3 separate regions of the Mus musculus genome follow, and regions 1 and 3 are each linked to region 2. The links are chromatin contacts, called in public ChIA-PET and HiChIP or PLAC-seq maps. All regions are on one chromosome and are shown on one strand. The core of a region is the stretch at or near the end of the contact, and the rest is flanking DNA. Distances in the headings are between cores, read along the strand shown. Region 1 holds the start of Itgam (integrin alpha M). Region 2 holds the start of Mcmbp (minichromosome maintenance complex binding protein). Region 3 holds the start of Plpp4 (phospholipid phosphatase 4).

Region 1 (4,237 bases), core at 1,673-4,172, 680 kb after region 2:
GTAGCAAAAGAGCAGGATTGGGTCTGATAAAATTTATATTCAGAACCTGAAAGTAAGCCATAACTTGAGCAAAGCTCATGCTACAGATTGAGAGTGGAGAGGTAGGCAGCAGTTAGGAGGTAGATATAGAGACAGATAAAAATCTCTCCTGAAGGACCATAAGAAGCCAATTGTCAGGACATCTCCCCCACCCCACCCCACCCCCACCCCCACCCCCACCCCCACCCCCCCCACCCCACCCCCAGGAAGGGATACAGGGAATAAGAAGAACTTTTTGTTCTCAACTTTCTTGGGTTTTTTAAAATTTGGACTCCTGAAACCTTACTACTGATTCAAAAAAGAAAAAAAAGACAAATCAGTCATGAGGGTGGGGGGTGTAGCTCAGTGGTAGAGCATCTGCAAACCTTGGATTCCACCCTCATCAAAGAAAAGAGAAGAAAAGAAAAGGAAAGGAAGGAAAGGAAAGGAAAGGAAAGAAAAGAAAAGAAAAGAAAAGAAAAGAAAAGAAAAGAAAAGAAAAGAAAAGAAAAGAGGAAGGGAGGGGAGGAGAGGAGAAAAAAGAAAGGAAAAAGAGAAGAGAAGAGAAGAGAAGAGAAGAGAAGAGAAGAGAAGAGAAGAGAAGAGAAGAGAAGAGAGAAAAGAGAAGAAAAGAAAGGAAAGGAAAAAAAGGAAAGAAAAGAAAAGGAAAGAAAAGAAAAAAAAGAAAAGAAAAGAAAAGAAAAGAAAAGAAAAGAAAAGAAAAGAAAAGAGACCTCAATAAGGAAATTCTTCTTTCCCCTAGCTTCTCCATGCAAAGCAGACAGCAGGCTCCCCTGAGGACTTTACCTGGTTCCGCCAAGCTGGACCACACTCTGTCCAAAGCCTTTTGCATTCTCTTGGAAGGTCATGGGATGTTCAGTGTCCAGATTGAAGCCATGACACAAGGCTAGGGCTGGAAGGATAACGGAGAAGTAAGAGTCAAAGCAAAGGAACCAATATGGTTAAGAGAACAACACACATTTCCACCCGTGACCATTCCTGTCCACATTCATTGAAGCTCTGATGGTCCTGGGCAGGGATCCACAGTGTGGGATCTCTCTGTTATGTTTTTGAGACAGGATTGTATATAGTCCAGTCTGGCCTGGAACACTACAGTGTAACTGTGGATAACCTAGACCTCCTGGTCTTCCTGTCTCCCATTCTACCTCTCAAATGCTGGGGGTGCAGGGGTGGGCCACCACACAGAAATCCATCCTCTTTTTCTACAGAAGACCAGCTGGTTACACAGTGAGTTCCAGACCAGCAGGACTGCATAGTAAGACCATAGAGGAAAAGGTGGTGTTGGTGTGGTTGTTTCAAGACAAGGTTTCTTTGAGTAGCCCTGGATATCCTGGAACTATCTCTGTAGAACAGGATGGCCTCAAACTCTTAGAGATCCACCTGCCTCTGCCTCCCCAGTTCTGGGATTAAAGGTGTGTGCCATCACACCCAGCTTGAAGAGCTTTTCAAGACAGTGTCTCACACATCCTAGGCTGAAGACCATCTTAAGCTCCTGATTCTCCTGCCTCTACACCCCACCCCCAGGGTGCAGGAATTACAGGTGTACACTACTGTATCCAGTTTATCTGGTGCTAGGGATCAAATTGAGAGCTTTGTACATACTAGGCAAGCCCTGGGCTTCACCTCTATCTACCAAGTTTTCATCAAGGAATCTCAAACTGTAGCCCATTATCACAATTTTTGTGATACAGGTTTATCCAGGAGATGAATGAGACTCTTAAGGAGTGACATTTCACTTCACTGGGAGTAAAGCTAGCATCCTCTATCATTGATGGATGATAGATGTTTGTCTTTTAAGACAGGTAGCAAGAGTATTTAACCCACAGGCCAAATATGCTGACGCAGGCTCAAAGGCCTGCACAAATGCCTATGATGGGGTATGACCAGTCCCTTTCTAAGCCCACAATGGCCTCTTCCCCCACTGTCACAACCACAATGGTTTACACAACAAAGGGCTCAGTTAGAAATTTTCCTTCCTATGCAAGTTTCAAGTAGTTCCTTCCCTTCTTGACTCCCTCTCTACAAAAGTAGACATAAAAGGAAACAAAACAGTTTTTTTTTTTGATTATCAGTCATTCAACAAACATCCACACTAGGTTCTTGGTAATTAGAACGTAAGACTAAGGAGAAGTGGTATGTGTTGAAACACAGCCGGAAATGTATCCGCTGCGCTCCCTGGTGCAGCTCCTTCACCTCTCTGGATCCTGGTAGCCTGTCTGCCAAACAACCCTCACAGCATCGATGGATTTAGTCCTTCATCCATGCATCCCTAACTATTCCTCCTGCCTACCTCTGCTCTTTTTCTTTTGGAATCCTTTATCCTTCCCTAATGCCCTTTGCCTCTCCTCACCTAGCTCCTTCCTATTCCCTGACCTTTCTCTCCACTCACAGATCCAAAAGATCCCCCTCCCCTTTTGATACCCGCTACTGACTTCCACTAGCACTGCACACACCTGATGGATAGACCTGCATCCAGGTAAAACACCCACACACTCAATGATTCCCTTTTTTCAAAGAAATGCCAAGAGTTTGTCCAGCAAGGTGACTCAATTGGTAGAGGTGCTTGCCATTAAACACCGACCACCTGAGTTCAAGTCTCGGTATCCACATTCCCTAAAACCTTTGATCTCTCCCCACCTACTCCTTCCTATGACCTTCCTCTCCATTCATAGATCCAAGAGATCCCCTCCTTTCCAATCTGAGGACCCCCTTCTCCCCACCCTGAGGATCCCCCAAGACCCCGCCGACATACCTGTGACCAGAAGAGCTTTAAGAGTCATGACTTAAAGGAACAAGGCCCTGAAAGAAGTGTGAACTGTGGTATTTCAGGCACCACAGACACTTTGAGGAAGCCACCAAGGCCAGGAGGGAGGGGTAAAAACAGAGAAGTATGAGGAAAAAGCTATGAGAGACTCAAAGAAAGAGGGCGGAGGCTCTACAAGCACCCAGCCCTCTGTAGCCTTCCTCCGGGAGAAAACAGTCCCTGATGCCGTTTCCTGGCCCGAACCATCAGGGTTACACCCAAAGGTGCCATCTGACACCCGTCTACCTCTGGGATAGCTCAAATATTATGGAAAAAAAAAAAAAAAGCTAAGTAGTAGGCTCAGTGTTTCGGATCAGGCTGGTCTCCCAGGGGACCCACATCTTGCTCCCAGTACCCACATGGAGGCTCAGAAACTGTCTATAACTCCAGTCCCAGGGCATCTGGTGCTCCCTTCAGCACTCATGCACAGACAAACATGCAGGGAAAACACCCACATACATACGGCATAACAAATCTCTTCAAAAAGAAAAAACAGCCAAGAGTTGGTCCAGCTAGGTGACTCAGTTGGTAAAGGTGTTTGCCACTAAGCGCTGACCACCTGTGTCCAATCCCCAGTTTCCATACGGTTGAAGAAAAGAACCAGCTCCTCCCAGCTCTCCTCTGATCTCTCCATCCACGCCATGGTACATGCGCACACATACCCAAAGAGGAAAGAAACCATCGGCGTCTAGCCATAGTGTGGTGCTCTATATAATTCATGAAAGTATTTTGAAAACAGAACTTGATGTTATTATACACAGTGGAACTGAAGGATGTATTGGGAGATATTTAACCATTCCTGCCTTGCTGCATGTGGAGTCTACTCGAAGTTCTTGTTCTTAAAAAACAGTGGTTTCTCGTACTTACCTGGCAGGGGAGACACTATGATCAGGAAGGTAGTTTTCCCAAGCGAGGCACACCCATTGCACTTGGAATGTGCTGACCCGTGATTTTCCCAAATCTAGGATACTCGACTACGTGACTTATGGTATGGGGCACTGTGTACATTTCCCTTGGCTGAGAAAAAAAGTGGTTTCTTTACTCTCTGGGTTGTGTTTTGTTTTGTTTTGTTTTGTTTTTGTCTTGTTTACATCTACTTATTTATTTGGTGCGTGTGTGTGTGTGTGTGTGTGTGTGTGTGTGTGTGTGTGTGTGAATGCTTGTGGGTTTCAACTGTGTAAGTATGAAGGTCAGAGCACAGCTTGCTGGAGTCAGTTTTCTTCTTCCACCATGCAGGTCTCAGGGATCAAGGTCAGGTCCTCAGGCTTGGTGACAAAGCACCTTTACCTGCCACCTCGTGGACCTTGTTCTCTACATTATCAATGTGTTGTCCAAGCTGATCTTGAGCTCACTGACTCAGTCATCCTCCTGCCTCAACCTCCCCAGCCATAGACC
Region 2 (3,796 bases), core at 1,072-3,571:
TTACTTTTCTATCGTTGTGATAAAATACTATGACTAAGAAAACTTATAAAGATTTTAATTGGGTTTATGACTTTATAGGGTCAGAGTCTCCGATGTCAGGGCAAAGGCATGGTGACAGGAACAGCTGAGACCTCACATCATCATCTGAGAACAGAAGGCAGAGTGCACACTGAGTGGCGGGAGGTTTCTGAAGCTAAGTCTGCCTCCATGGCACATCTCCTCCAACAGGACCACACCTTCTAATCCCTCCTGAACAGTTCTACCAACTGGGGATCAAGTATTCAAACCTTTGAGCCTATGAGGGCCATTCTCATTCAGACAACTACAGTGTCTTAGCCACGTTAGTTTTCTCAACTCACAAAAGTCAGACACAAAGTCATATTGAAATGCCAAGTCCTAGTTCCCTCTTTCATCCCGAGTCACTCCAAATCATGCCACTTTGGCATAAAGATTATCTTGAACTGAAAGCAACTGAGCAGAACCATGTATAAGAAAACCGCTTGCCCTCCCATTGTCTGTACAAAGGCAGGAGGGTTTCAAGGCATCCTCCCACCCCTTTCTACCAGAAAACACAGAAGCTAGTTACCTGGAAGAGCTTTCGATCCTTTTGTTTGGTGGTTGGTTGGTTTGTTTTTTTGTTTTTGTTTTTGTTGTTGTTGTTTGTTTGTTTGTTTGTTTGTTTTTGAGACAGGGTTTCTCTGTGTATCCCTGGCTGTCCTGGAACTCACTCTGTAGACCAGGCTGGCCTCGAACTCAGAAATCTGCCTACCTCTGCCTCCCAAGTGCTGGAATTAAAGTTGTGTGCCACCACCGCCTGGCTGAGCTTTCGATCCTTATCAACCCAGAAGCAGAAAGATCTTATATACTGTGTCTACCATGAATCTCTCCTATTTTGACTTCCTGCAGCTTGTTGCCTTTGGGAACTAAGAACTACTTTCTTCTGTCATTTCTCTACAAAGTTATTGTTCTTTGTGGGTGATCACAAACTTAATTTTTCTTTCAAGACAGGGTTTCTTGAAAACCTGTGTATCCCTGGCTGTCCTAGAACACGCTGTGTAGACCAGACTGGCATCAAACTCAGAGATCTTCCTGCTTCTGCCTCCTGAGTGATAGGATTAAAGGCATGGGCCACCACTGTGGAGCTCTTAATTTTTATCTATTTGTTTTTGAGACGGGGTCATATATAGGTAGCTCAGGCTGGCCTCAAATTCAGTGTGTAGCCAAGGCTGGCTATGAACTCCTGACCTTCCTTGACTATATCCCAAGTGCTATGATTTAAGGATACGTTCCCTCCAGGGGACCAACAAAGGCAGAAGGGCAGGTTTGGTTCCCTTTTCCTTCTGAACTACAGAGGTTTCTGGGTTTGGTCATAGCTGTCTCTGTTCATCTGTCGCCATCTCTCTCTGTTTGATCCCTTGCTAGGGCTTGCATGACAGGCAAGTGTTCTGCCACCAAGAAGTTCTTATTCTTCAGCTATATACTTTCTAGATTACATTCAGATCACCACTACCTTTTTACAGCCGAGTAGGTATAGATGATGAAATCAGGGTTTTCTGAGGTATATCCCATTTCTAGGGAAAATGTCTTCTCTATGAAAACTTGACAGTTCCTAAATTCTCTAGGCCCTTCAGGGTCTGCCCTGTAAGAGTGTTCTGATCTGTATGCTGTATAGGAATCTTGTCATAGCTCCCTAGTTGCCAGGTTGGAAGCAGAGATCATTTGGGTGTTTTGAGGTTAGAAGCTAAAGGCTGGGCTAGGAGAGAGTTCTGAGCACTTGCCAGTTCCTTGGCCATATTGAGATGCCCACAAAGGCTACACAACCTCCTTGATTAAATCGTTCAGGAAGAACTCACTGAGCTGGGGGCAAATCTTATACAGGACTTTGGGCAGGGCACCTTAGAAGAGTTCTACCACCAGAAACAAGAGGCACAAGGGGATCAGATGATCAGACACCAAATAGAATTTCAACCTTTAATTTTGCTTAGAGATGACTCTTGAAGTTGGCAGAACGTGCGTCTTTTTGGTCCAGGTGCAAGGACTCAAACTTTGAGCCAATGAAGCACCCTGATGGAGTTTGCCACCAGGCGCGCACACAGGGACCACTATACCAAGCACAGACGCGCTCCTCTGCCCATCTCCAAGATGGCGGCCCCGGGATTGCCCGACCTGTCTCCGTCTCCAAAATGGCCGTCCGCCCCGCCCACTCCCTCCCCTCCGGGAGTGCGCAGCACGCTCCCGCCGCCCCTCCTCCTCGAGCTCCACCCAGGTCGCTGGCAGCGCGGTCGGTGGCCGCGATTTCCCGCCATTGTGAGAAGTGGAGGCTAGGACGGTCTCCCCCCCACCCCTCCGGCCGCTGGCCAGCAGCTCCGAGGCGCTCGTGCCCGTCACCGCAGCCACCTCTCCTTGAGACGCGCGGAGGCCCGTGGCTCGCGACGCCCCCGCGCGTGGGAGGGCGCGGACGAGGAGCGGCCGAGCCCCCGAGAAGCCGGGCTCCGAGCGCGCTCGGCCCGCAGAGGAGCGCCCGCCGCACGGGCCGCGCTGGCCCCGGCCCTCAGCGCCATGCCCTGTGGAGAAGATTGGCTGAGCCACCCGCTCGGGATCGTGCAAGGCTTCTTCGGTGAGTGGCGCGTGGCGAGCAGGGCCGGGAGGGGAGCGGAGTTTGCGGGACCAGGCCCGCCGCGCGGCCGCACTCCGGACGACGGGCCGGGGGAATCACTGCCGAGGGCTCGCGTGGCCCCGGGCCTGGAAGCCGAGCAGAAGCAGCCGTCTCCGGCCGCCGGCGCTGGCGCCGCCGCCGCCTCCCGTCACCTGCCCGCTGCCCGGCCGCGGCTCGCTGGCGGCGGGGCCGCGGCTCCGAGCGCTAGCTGTGATTGACGGCCTGGCTCCGGGCCGGTGGCCTACGTAGCCCGGGTGCTGCAGACACGGAGAGGTCCCCTTGCCCACGGAGGGCCCTTAGAGCGGCCGCGGAGAGAAGCCACTGCCTGTGGGAGCCTGCGGGATATTTCAAAACTTCCGGGGTGTGTAAGGGAGTGCTCGAGCCTTCGCTCAGAAGTTCTCTCTGTTTCCCTTGACATCCGGGAGAATGCTTCTTCTTTTTTTTTTTTTTTTTTTTTTAAATTATTCTTCCTGCCCTGTTGACATTAGAACCCGTCTGCTCTGTTACCTGTTCCCGTACCAGGGCTAGCTAGAAATACTCAACTACTTAGATGAGTTGCCACAGAACGGGAGCCGAGAGTGCTGTAGGCAAGCTGAGTAAATTCTAGGTGTAATTGTCATCGTTGCTTTTTTTGGTTAACCAGACCTCCGATTCCCACGCGCATCCCAGATTTCGGTGCGTTTAATGACTGGCCTGTGCCACCGGTCTCCGTGGAATGTGTTTTCTGTAGTAACGCTCCCACCGGATCGGATTCATTTTACCTAGAATTCTAACTAATCAGGTAGTTTCCCAGGGTGAAACTAAAGCCGGCAGATAGAAGGGCTGGGTAGACATGACGATTATATAGCCAGTGAACACACAGTGTCTTCAACAGGGGCAGGGGTGTGCAAGCCCGCGAAAGAGTAAACCACGGGCTTGGGGTATTATAGCTCAGTAGTAGAATGTGTGCCTGGCCTGATGAATGGTCTGAGTACAGTGCAGGTGGAAAGAGGCAGATTCAAACCTAGCCATCTAGGGTGGTTATCAAAGGGTGTGTGTAAGCTGCTACCTGTGATTCTGTCATTTGGAAGGCAGAGCCCTTCGCTAAGTGCTAGTAATTGAAGTTCAAAATATTGGACCCAACAACTGGCATGTCGAGAC
Region 3 (3,850 bases), core at 976-3,475, 520 kb before region 2:
AGCTAGCCTCTGCCAAGGCACCAGAAGCTTATCCGAGGAAACAAGAGGTCATCTGTGTCCCCTCTCCTCCTATGTTCTCCCAGAAGCCATTATCTGCATAAACTGCCACCCCCAGCTTGACTTCAGTGCCAATCTGGTCTTTATAGATAATATTGGCAATTTCATATGAAACTCAAGAATCATGCCAAAATGCAATCAATGTCCATATGTATCCTGTGGTGGCAGGTGATTATAGATCCCGCACTAAAGAACACAGGAGGGGCCTTTGGGGAAAACACTGAAAAGTGATGGGTGATTTCATTGGTTGGTTGGTTGGTTGGTTAGTTGTTTTGTTTTTTACATGATGTTCTTAGAAAAAGCCAGACACACAAACAAAATTTACCAAGTTTTCTAATTCACTAAACGAGCCATTGTAGATTTGAAAACATCTCATACGTGTTTGGAAGACTGTTTGAAAGGAAATGTGAAAACATATAAATATTTTGCATGTGGTTAGACCCTTTTAAAATAAATCTTCCCGGAAGCAATTAAAGCAGAGAGCCTTCTAGCCTATTTCATGTTATTCCTGCATTACTTTTGTACAGACATTCCCCCCCCAACAAATGTTAGATTCTACCATGCACTAACCATCAGTCTATCATTTTTAACACCTAATCATTGAGTGGGGTTTTAGCCTATCTGCCAACCCAAAACTGCCCCCCATGCAATCAACCGGCAGCCAGGCCTTTGAAGGTTTACTCCAAAGGTAGAAAGACAGAGAGAAAGAAGGGGGAGGGGCTTGATTCTTTTCATATGCATCAAGATCCAACTGAAGTTCCTTCTCCCTGTTCCCAGTGAATAACACTAGTGTTCAGGCAGAAAGGGGAGGGGGTGGCCCACATCTGGAAAGCTCCTAGTCTTTTCTGATGGTATGAATGAATCCTCAGGATGAATTTAATCCCTAATTTAAACGCATGTGCGCGCGCGCGCACACACACACACACACACACAATAAATAAATAAATAAAATTTAAAAAGCATTCCTTTCTATGCATATACCCCAAGGTGCAGAAGTAGTCTTTTATACTACACACTTGCCTACCTGCCATGGTTGGGGCAGAAATTTATTGGGAGGGGTGCTTCTTGATTGCCTTGATGGGACACACACACACACACACACACACACACACACACACCAAGACTCCAGTAAATCGAGAAAGTCCGTGCAACTTTAATATATAAAATGTGTCAGCCAGCCATGGGTAGGAAAGAGAAAACCTGACCTACTACTGGGGGTAACAGTGCAGATGTGTCAGCCGTGGTAACCCGCAGTTACCCCCTTGGTAACTTAAGGCTACCTGCTAGGTGGGTTTGAACCCAAGAGACTAGAAAGCCGAGAAAGCTCCTTGGGGGAGCCCGAGCACAGACATTTCTGAAGAAATGGCACCAGGCTCCCTCCTTTTTTCCGAAATGACTATTCCTAGGTGCCACCTGAACATTTCAATGCTGTCCCCAAAGGGCTTCTGCCAGTCACATGTAAAAGGAGCTCCTGGTGTTCTGAGCCCCGCAGCCTGCTGCAGATCCTGACCTGCTCAACCCTCCATGGCAACAGTTTTCCAGGCAGAGAAGTAACGCAGACACCTATTTGAGGCTCTGTAGGGCTGTCAGTTCAGGAACCAGGGACATAGAAGGAGACCTAGGCTGACCCTGGCTGCCTGGGCACAGCATGGGGTGTCGGGAGAAGGGGCCAAGAGTAAAAACTGCCATCATCAGCTTCAAAGATCACAGGAGAGAGAGAAACTTCCCTAGGGCACGAGCCAGGCTGCCTGTCCTGGTCTTAAGGAGCAGCCTAAATTCCAGGGACAGGTGTGCGCGGGGCTGGTGAAAGGATCAGACTTGGGGCATCGGAGCTAGGGCCGCCAGACTTGCTTCCAGACTAGGAGCTACTACGGAAGCAGGTCTCAGTCCTGGGCATGCTAGGATTACTGTGCGCTGAGGGTCCCAAGAAAAGGAGGAGAGGATTTCTTTTGATCCCGTATGGAACATCCCCGGCACCAACCAAGGAGGGAATCTCGAACCCAGGCCCCGGCGAGACACAGCAGCGCAAACAAAGTTGGGGCTCCCAGAGGCTGAGTCTTTAGGTCCCCTCCCGCGGTGCACCACTACTTACACAAAGACCCCGAAGAGAAGGGCTCGCACCCCGATCTCGATGGCCAGCTCCCGCATGGTGCAGCCGGAGTAGCTCCCGCAGCGGCAGCTGGCGCTGTCCGTGGCTCCCACGGCTCGGCCGGAGCGGCTCTCCGGAGCCTGGGCGGTGAGGGAGGCGCGCTGCAGGCCGCGGGCGGGGGCGGGAGGCGGGCGCGGGGTGGGGGCGGCGGGGAGGGCTCAGTCCCAGCCTCCCGCTCTGGGCTCCCGGACACCCAGACACCAGCCTCTTCAGGTCCCACTCCTGATAACGCCGATCAGGGGCGCGTCAGGGACTCACTGCTCACTTGCGATCAGTGCTGTTTCTGTGTCCTGGGTTTGCGCCTGGCGCCCAGGACCCAGGAGGGGAAGCCTGGGGGATGCCCTGCTGTCGTCGCCGCCGCCTCCCTCCCGGCGCGCTGCGCGGCTTCCCGGCTACTGGGCCGCCCCTGGGCTCCGCGCCCAGCAGCACGCTCCGCCGGCGGCCGCTGCGCGCCTCCTCTCCAGCCTGCGACTCCTGCTCTGGCTCTCTGCTCTTTCTTCGCACACCCGCACGTGGACATGGAGATGGGCGCTTTGGGGATTCTCTCACACTCAGGACAGCCCTGGCATTCTCTGGCTCCACCTGGGAGCGCTTCTTCCTTTCTGCTTTCTGACCCTCTTAGGTCTTACCAACCTCAGATTTTCTTTTCCCCACCCCTGATTCTAGAAAGTTCCCAGAAGATTGCTCCCAATCTTTGCTTTCTCTCAGAAGGTGCCAGACTGGAATACAAAAACCCTGACACAAACTGAGGGCCAATGTGAACTTGGTCCCCGCCCTCTTATGCCACCATTGTTATGTAGTATCTGAGGACCCTCTCCTCTCCTCCAGCATCCTCCAACACCATCAGTGGCTTGGGGCTGCTGTGCTGTGGATATGAACAGCAGCTCTCTTAGCATCCCTGCCTGCACATAGCAGGCTATCATCAGGCAACAAGTAGAAGCAGGAGCCTTGGTCTCAGTACTCAGTCAGAAATTCAAATATAAATAAATGGTGGCCTGGGGGTGACAACCACAAGCCTGGGACCGGCGGCTTGGTCTTGGCTTTGCATTTGCATCACCCGTAGAAGTCATTAATCATACTTGTAGGGTTGTCTCTGGGGAACTTGGATCTTTCTTGGATTCTAGGAAAGACCTCTCAGGATTTTGTGAGCAGGGATGGATTAGAAGTTGGCTCCCGGTCCTGGGGATCTAGATTTCCCACTTGGACCCAAGTAGGAGTAGGTAGAAAGCAGACCCTGTTGCCAATGGCACATGCCAGCCCTTAGACAGCTGAGCCCAGGCGCCTCAGTGGGGAGGGATCCAGGCTGTGTGGAAGGAACACCATCCCAGCAATTGAAGATACAGAAGCAGTGTCTGCTGTCTGTGGAGGGCTTTGGCACGTGAGCAGTGCATGTATAGATCATCAGGCACATGGGATATCATGTTCAGGGAGACCAGGAGAGATGTGGAAGGAGGAGGAAGTGGCTCTGTTCTCCATGACTTGGGCCTAGCATTCCTATGAAGACAACTCTCTTCCCACAGCTTGACCAAGTTGTACCGGAAACCCTACGGCTGAGGTTGCCCGGTAGCTGTGTTCTGAGTGGAGTGATAACAAGAATGCGAGCAGAGACTTCACTTAACTGTAAGCATTAACCAGGCAGCTGTG

The links. ChIA-PET counts read pairs in DNA pulled down with a chosen protein or histone mark. HiChIP or PLAC-seq counts read pairs in DNA pulled down with a chosen protein or histone mark.
Region 1: a contact with region 2 is called in an RNA polymerase II ChIA-PET map of memory CD8 T cells, with 16 read pairs. The contact joins the promoter of Itgam here to the promoter of Mcmbp in region 2. A contact is called at or near these places in 1 of 39 promoter capture datasets (pre-B cells), 2 of 115 datasets of contacts at active chromatin or transcription factors (embryonic stem cells and memory CD8 T cells) and 1 of 9 other capture datasets (embryonic stem cells).
Region 3: a contact with region 2 is called in an H3K27ac HiChIP or PLAC-seq map of oligodendrocyte precursor cells, with 6 times the contacts expected there. The contact joins the promoter of Plpp4 here to the promoter of Mcmbp in region 2. A contact is called at or near these places in 1 of 39 promoter capture datasets (hippocampal neurons) and 2 of 115 datasets of contacts at active chromatin or transcription factors (oligodendrocyte precursor cells and stem cell-derived neural progenitor cells).

What each region holds. Positions count from the first base shown.
Region 1 is chr7:128,061,325-128,065,561 of GRCm38.p6, reverse strand. It overlaps Itgam (integrin alpha M), which reads right to left and starts at 2,922. Exons shown (of 30, transcript NM_001082960.1): 1 at 2,792-2,922; 2 at 826-931. The coding sequence starts at 2,819. It also overlaps the pseudogene Gm22809.
Region 2 is chr7:128,738,954-128,742,749 of GRCm38.p6, reverse strand. Mcmbp (minichromosome maintenance complex binding protein) reads left to right here and starts at 2,321. Exons shown (of 16, transcript NM_145955.3): 1 at 2,321-2,617. The coding sequence starts at 2,560.
Region 3 is chr7:129,255,469-129,259,318 of GRCm38.p6, reverse strand. It overlaps Plpp4 (phospholipid phosphatase 4), which reads right to left and starts at 2,225. Exons shown (of 7, transcript NM_001080963.1): 1 at 2,150-2,225. The coding sequence starts at 2,205.